2 separate regions of the Zea mays genome follow, and region 2 is linked to region 1. A link is a contact called in public Hi-C data. All regions are on one chromosome and are shown on one strand. The core of a region is the stretch at or near the end of the contact, and the rest is flanking DNA. Distances in the headings are between cores, read along the strand shown.

The links. Hi-C and Micro-C count contacts between places; a contact is called where the count stands out from the background.
Region 2: a Hi-C map of ear shows a contact between it and region 1, with 3 times the contacts expected there. The contact joins the promoter of LOC103650575 here to the enhancer-like site in region 1. A contact is called at or near these places in 9 of 25 Hi-C or Micro-C datasets (bundle sheath, ear, leaf and 4 more).

What each region holds. Positions count from the first base shown.
Region 1 is chr3:133,054,438-133,057,280 of Zm-B73-REFERENCE-NAM-5.0, reverse strand. No RefSeq gene overlaps it. Among protein-coding and RNA genes, the nearest start is that of LOC100283794, 88 kb to the left of the region's middle. Within about 2 kb of position 1,445, at least 8 of the 20 cell types and tissues checked have an H3K27ac peak or open chromatin away from gene starts, as enhancers often do. A contact at or near this core is called in ear, leaf and leaf mesophyll, where this site is marked.
Region 2 is chr3:133,837,050-133,839,892 of Zm-B73-REFERENCE-NAM-5.0, reverse strand. LOC103650575 (histone H3.2) reads left to right here and starts at 1,479. Exons shown (of 1, transcript XM_020550309.2): 1 at 1,479-2,645. The coding sequence starts at 1,602. The coding sequence ends at 2,339.

The DNA of each region.
Region 1 (2,843 bases), core at 196-2,695:
TGCTGCAAAAACTTGAAGAGCAACAGTTAGTGAGCAAGTTAACTGTAGCAAGTTGTGCTTGGTATTGTACAAGAATTGGAGTAAAGTGCTCTAAAACTCTGGCTGTCAGACTGTTACAATCTGTGTCAGTTTCAGCCAACTGAAAGTGGGTTTTAAGAGTATGTGCTTGACTTTGGAGCCCTATAGCTTGTGATTCATGTACTTTTGGCTTGGGGATGTTATATCAAACATAGAGAGCTATATATGGTGAACAAGTTCGGTGTGTTAGTGTTGGCCTGTCCTTATCTAGAAGTGTGAGAACAAGGGCCCTGAACTTTGGACTGCAGTCGACCTTATGAAGTTGAAAACTGAGTGGCAAATATCTGAGAAAGATCTCAGTCCACTACCCTTTTTCCAGGTGGTTCTGGGTAAATTGCCGATAAGCACAGCTCTACCTTGGGGAGGGGGTAACCTGAGATTGTTCACAGCCCAAGGATAGGACTGGGGATCCTGTGATTCAGCTGCCTGCCCTACTTGATGGTGTGCTGACCCAGTGATATTGGTCACCCCTGCTGCCTCCTTGTGCTTTGCCCTTACGTGGTGGTCATGCGGTAGAGTTGTGGAACGTGCTAGCTTGTGTTTTCACCTGTGTTAAGTCCCAGCAAAGCCACAGGTAGCCTGCTACTTTATGGTGCCTTGCCATGGCTGTTTGAAGCAAAAACTGAGCCTTGCTATGTTCCCGTTGCTCCCATGGTCTGCTCACCGTGCCTAACCTTTCCTCTACTCCTAGGTTAAACCATCAGCCTCACCGGCCAGTCCTCTTGTTGCTTTGTTAAGGCCTGAACACGAACTTCTTTCTGAAAGTAATTGACCACGCTGGCCCTTTTGACCCCCTCATCGAGGCCGGCTCATCTCGAGGTATCCCTCGGTCAATACGTGTATGTTCCGTGATCACCATGTGTCCGAGATGCTCTCTGATCTTTCCATTTGAAATCTACCTGCCATATTTGATCAGAACGAGGGTTCGCCGTCTCTAGTCATCACCGTGAGTCACCTTCTCATCGACCGACCAACCTGGATTTTCTCTGTCCATATTTGCATGATCATTGTGATCTTGGAGAGTCATTGTTACTCCCAATGTGCCTCTCCTTTGAACTCTACCGCACCGGATGATTCGAGCGGGCTCATTGGACTTGGAACTCCGGTGATGCCGTGTTATTCCGAGTGCTGTTGATCGTGCTTTTGCTGGGATCTGGTTTGTAGTGATCTAGGACATGTTGTAGTGGTGGATTAAGGTCTTCCCAAGGTCCGTGTCGCCGTATCCATGCTTCTCTGGCCGCCGATGTCGTCGGCAGTGCTCTGGGGGTGTGTTTTAATAAATAGAAAGGAGTCGAGGGTTCACAGTGTAGATTCTTGATTATTTAGTTATTTTTCTATGAGAGCTTTTGTGCAAACCGTGCATCACAATCGTGGACCTCCCGAGCTGCGCGCATTTTCCTCCGTGGCTGGGCCTGTGTGGGCCGATTTCGGCCCAATTCTATTCACAGTTTTTCCTTTTCTTTTATTCTGCAACTTGGAAAATGTTCCAAATATCATAGAAATATATAAAAATTGTGAAACCAATTTTATTGACTTAATAAAATTTTTAATATTATTTTACAATTAGTTTTAGTATTTTTAAAGCCAATAATAAATTTTAGATAATTAAAATGTGCTCTTAGAATGCTTATATGAATTTTAGTAATAAAATTCAAGTTCTAAAAATTATGATTTTTTGGGGGTAAACTTATAAGGTCTATTTGAGTGGCTGGTTAAATTTTGAACCTGTTTTTAATTTTTTTGCTAAGGAACCTGATGCTAGCTAAAAGTAGAGTTTTAATCCTTAATGCTTAGTATAAGTATATGTTTAAAAGGGGTTAGACAATGTAGTTTGTTGGTATGAAAGGTTTTGTAAGTTCAAATATGTTTAGCTCTCTGGTTTTTCATAGTAGATTCAGTTTGGTTGCTTTCATCAAATCTTATGTTATGTAGATTTATATATACTTGTCTTATGCTTCTTTTAGTGGTATCTATGCTTCCCCATCTCTCCCTTGTGAGAGTTTGCATTTCATGTCATTACATACGCATTCATGTAATTGTAATTGACTTGTAGAACACCTAGAAGAAGTGGAAGTTGAAGTGGAATAGGAATCAGCTCCTCAATCTGAAGGTCCTTCTAAGGGTCCTCCTGAAGGTGCTCATGTGGGCTTCATAGCTAGGTGCGATATTTTGGTAGAAGAGCCTGACTCTCCTCCTCAAGAATGCAAGAGTTGAGTGATTAAACCTTTGTTGCATGACTTCTCCTTGGAATATTGATTACCATCCTTGACACCAATTTTACAAAGTTTATAAATGCTTAGTTATGGTTATAGATTATGAACAAAAATGTTTTGAACTATGAATCATGTTCTACAAAAGAAAAAGGGTTTGGATGATGAAGGTATCATAGGCTTTGATGAATTCATCATTCAAGCATGGTAACTTTTATAGGTACATGTTTTGAGAAATAGTTTAAAATGAGACCGCACGTTGAGCTGTAAAATTCGCCCGTCTGTGTCATTTAAGGACCGCTCCGATTGTTGGCCTGTTGATCTAGAACCTTTTAGCTGGTCACATGTCTCATCATGGGTAAGCTTTGTCTCGTCTAGACCAATACTAGAAAGGCTGGCCCAAACTAGGGTGGAGAGATGGCGATAGTATCGTGTATCCACCTGGCAAGACGTTGGATGGTGGGGTACTGTTTTCTTAGGTGGCAGGGACCAGTTCTGGTCTTAAGAAACCCAAGTGCGGGTTGACATATGTAGGGGTTAAGTTCTACATATGTC
Region 2 (2,843 bases), core at 230-2,729, 780 kb before region 1:
CACTATTTATAGGCACAGGACACAGCCTGTGAGGAATTACAATCATGCCCCTCATAAAAATTTACAACAATGGCTCAGACCCTTATGGACTAAAAGGTCATTCTATCTTTAAGTCGGTTCGACCCTTCATCTTCAGATATGCTGTAATACCGAAGCTTCATGAATGGTACATTCGGCATCACGTACGAGCAGCTTCAGCCGAAACTGTTTCTTTCCACAGGACCTTCGGCGACGAAGCATGGTCCCAACAGCTACATATAAAATAGAACAGATGAATATATGAAACATATATAATCTGCAGAACGTAAAACAGTAAGGAAAATAAACTGGTCATACCCTCCCATGCGCTCTGGTGATCCAGATCTCAATCCCCCGTGCAAGGTCTCGAACGGCAAGGGCTTCGGAGGCACCTGCCCTCTCTTTGCTCTGTGCGCGTAGAGTCACGAGATGAGAAATATATGATCCAGGTACGTTCCAACTTCTTTCATCCAAACAGGTCTAGCCGCTCTAGTTTTTAAAAAATTGAAACTAAAGACCAATTTCATAAAATTTTTGAAACTCCTCATAGGGTGCTTAAAAAACACAACTTTCATACCTTTCATGAAGTTGCATGAAAATTATCAATCATGTCAGTGGTTACATAACATATGACTTTAGTTTTCTCTCGCAAAACAAAAGTTCGTCCCCGTTTCAATTTTATTCTTTCCTGCGGCGGCGTTGGAATAGACATGTAACAAGAAAGCACCGTCTCGTATGGGGAGGGCTAGTTTGGGAGACGAGAAATGGAGAGAATTGAAAGGACCAAAATATTTTGCTATTTTTTTTGAATGTCACCGGGGGATAGGATCCCCACCTGAATTGCATTACTTTTTGTGGCCAAAACGCCTTTGTTAGTACATAGGGGGGGTTAGGTTACATCGATGTGGTTACGCTATGTTACATACAAAGCACGACACCAGGCAGCCACGATCTGGTAGTCCTCATGTCGTAGCCTGGATCTCCATAATTCAGCTTCAGAGCGGCACAACAGCATGGTTGTTGCAAGTGGTGATCTTTCCCCGCGGAACACCACAACATTTCTCCGTTTCCTAAGCTGCCAAAATATTTTGCTATTAAGATAATAAAAAAGATGTTAGAGCATCTCCAAGAGATTCTTTATTTTTTACTCTCTATTTGACTCTTTATTTGTCTCTCCATAAAGATTAAACTGTATATATAACATCACATTCCAACAGACTCTTCAACATACAAATTAACTTGGCTAGCGAGAGTTGCTGGCCAAATTTGGCTAGTGAAGGAATCAATTTAGAGAGCCGGATAGCTTGGCATGTTAAATGGCTAGTCTGTTGGAGAACTATTTTACTGTTAAGTAGCAAAAATTTACCTTGACAAGCTATTTAGCTAGTCTCTTGGAGATGCTCTTAGCCCTCTAATTTTCTCTCTACCCCCTTCTTCCAAACTAGCCATAAAAAGTTGATTTCCGCACCGCAAGTGCAATGCCGTTCCATCTTCCATGGAGGGAAAGGAATGTCCCGTAGCGCCAAACAAACTATGATGCGGCAGTACTGTATGTGTGACTATTGGCCTCAGGTGGCTGCCAGATGGCGCTCCGCCAATGGCCGCGCTCACCACCCACGGATCGGTATCCGCGTGACCCCTCTAAAACCAATCTCCACCCTTCGTTCAAACGCAATCGAACGGCGCGCATCCCACCCTCCCTTCTCCTCCCTCCTCCCGCGCACGGCCAAATTCCCAACCCTCCGCGCGCGCAGCACCAAATCCACCCGCCGCCTCCTACTTTAACCCCTTCCCGCCTGCCCGCAACTCCTCACCGGCCACCGCGAAGCCAGAGCCCCACGCCCCGTCCGAACTCCGAACCCCAGAACAGAGCAAAGCCTCCTCGGCCTCCCTGTCCCCAGCCTTCCCCGATGGCCCGCACGAAGCAGACGGCGCGCAAGTCGACGGGCGGCAAGGCGCCGCGGAAGCAGCTGGCGACGAAGGCGGCGCGCAAGTCGGCGCCGGCGACGGGCGGCGTGAAGAAGCCGCACCGCTTCCGCCCGGGCACCGTCGCGCTGCGCGAGATCCGCAAGTACCAGAAGAGCACGGAGTTGCTGATCCGCAAGCTCCCGTTCCAGCGTCTGGTCCGCGAGATCGCGCAGGACTTCAAGACGGACCTCCGGTTCCAGTCCTCCGCCGTCGCCGCGCTGCAGGAGGCCGCCGAGGCCTACCTGGTGGGCCTCTTCGAGGACACCAACCTCTGTGCCATCCACGCCAAGCGCGTCACCATCATGCCCAAGGACATCCAGCTCGCGCGCCGCATCCGCGGCGAGCGCGCCTAGGCGGTTCGGTTGCGGCGCCTGCTCGCTACTGATGGAGGTGCTTAGTTTAGCACGTCATGGTTGTGTTATAGGTGTGCGTTGTTGTTTTCAAGAGGTAGCTTCTTGCTATGTGCTGATGTTAACGGAGGATTATGATTAGCAGTTCTGAAAAAAATGTAATGGATGTGATCTGCTCTATCTACATGTTTTCTGTCTTTGTCCTGGAATCCCATGGTGTTTAGCATTGATTTCACATGTCTTGTTTTTCTCTGAATCCTGCTTGTAATGACATCGACATCTGTTACACGATCTGCTTCAATTTGTTTTTGCTTGGTTTCTCAGCAAGTCATATTTTTAACTTTTTAGGTACATACTGTTCACTTAATTACTACTACCAGTAACAATTATAAGACTTGCTCCTTGAAGACAGGCATTTGCTCGCCGGACGCTGCAGGCAAAGGTTTAGCACGCGGAGTACCTTATCAGACAGTAATGGCGACAAGCTGGGCCCGGAGGAGTTGCTGT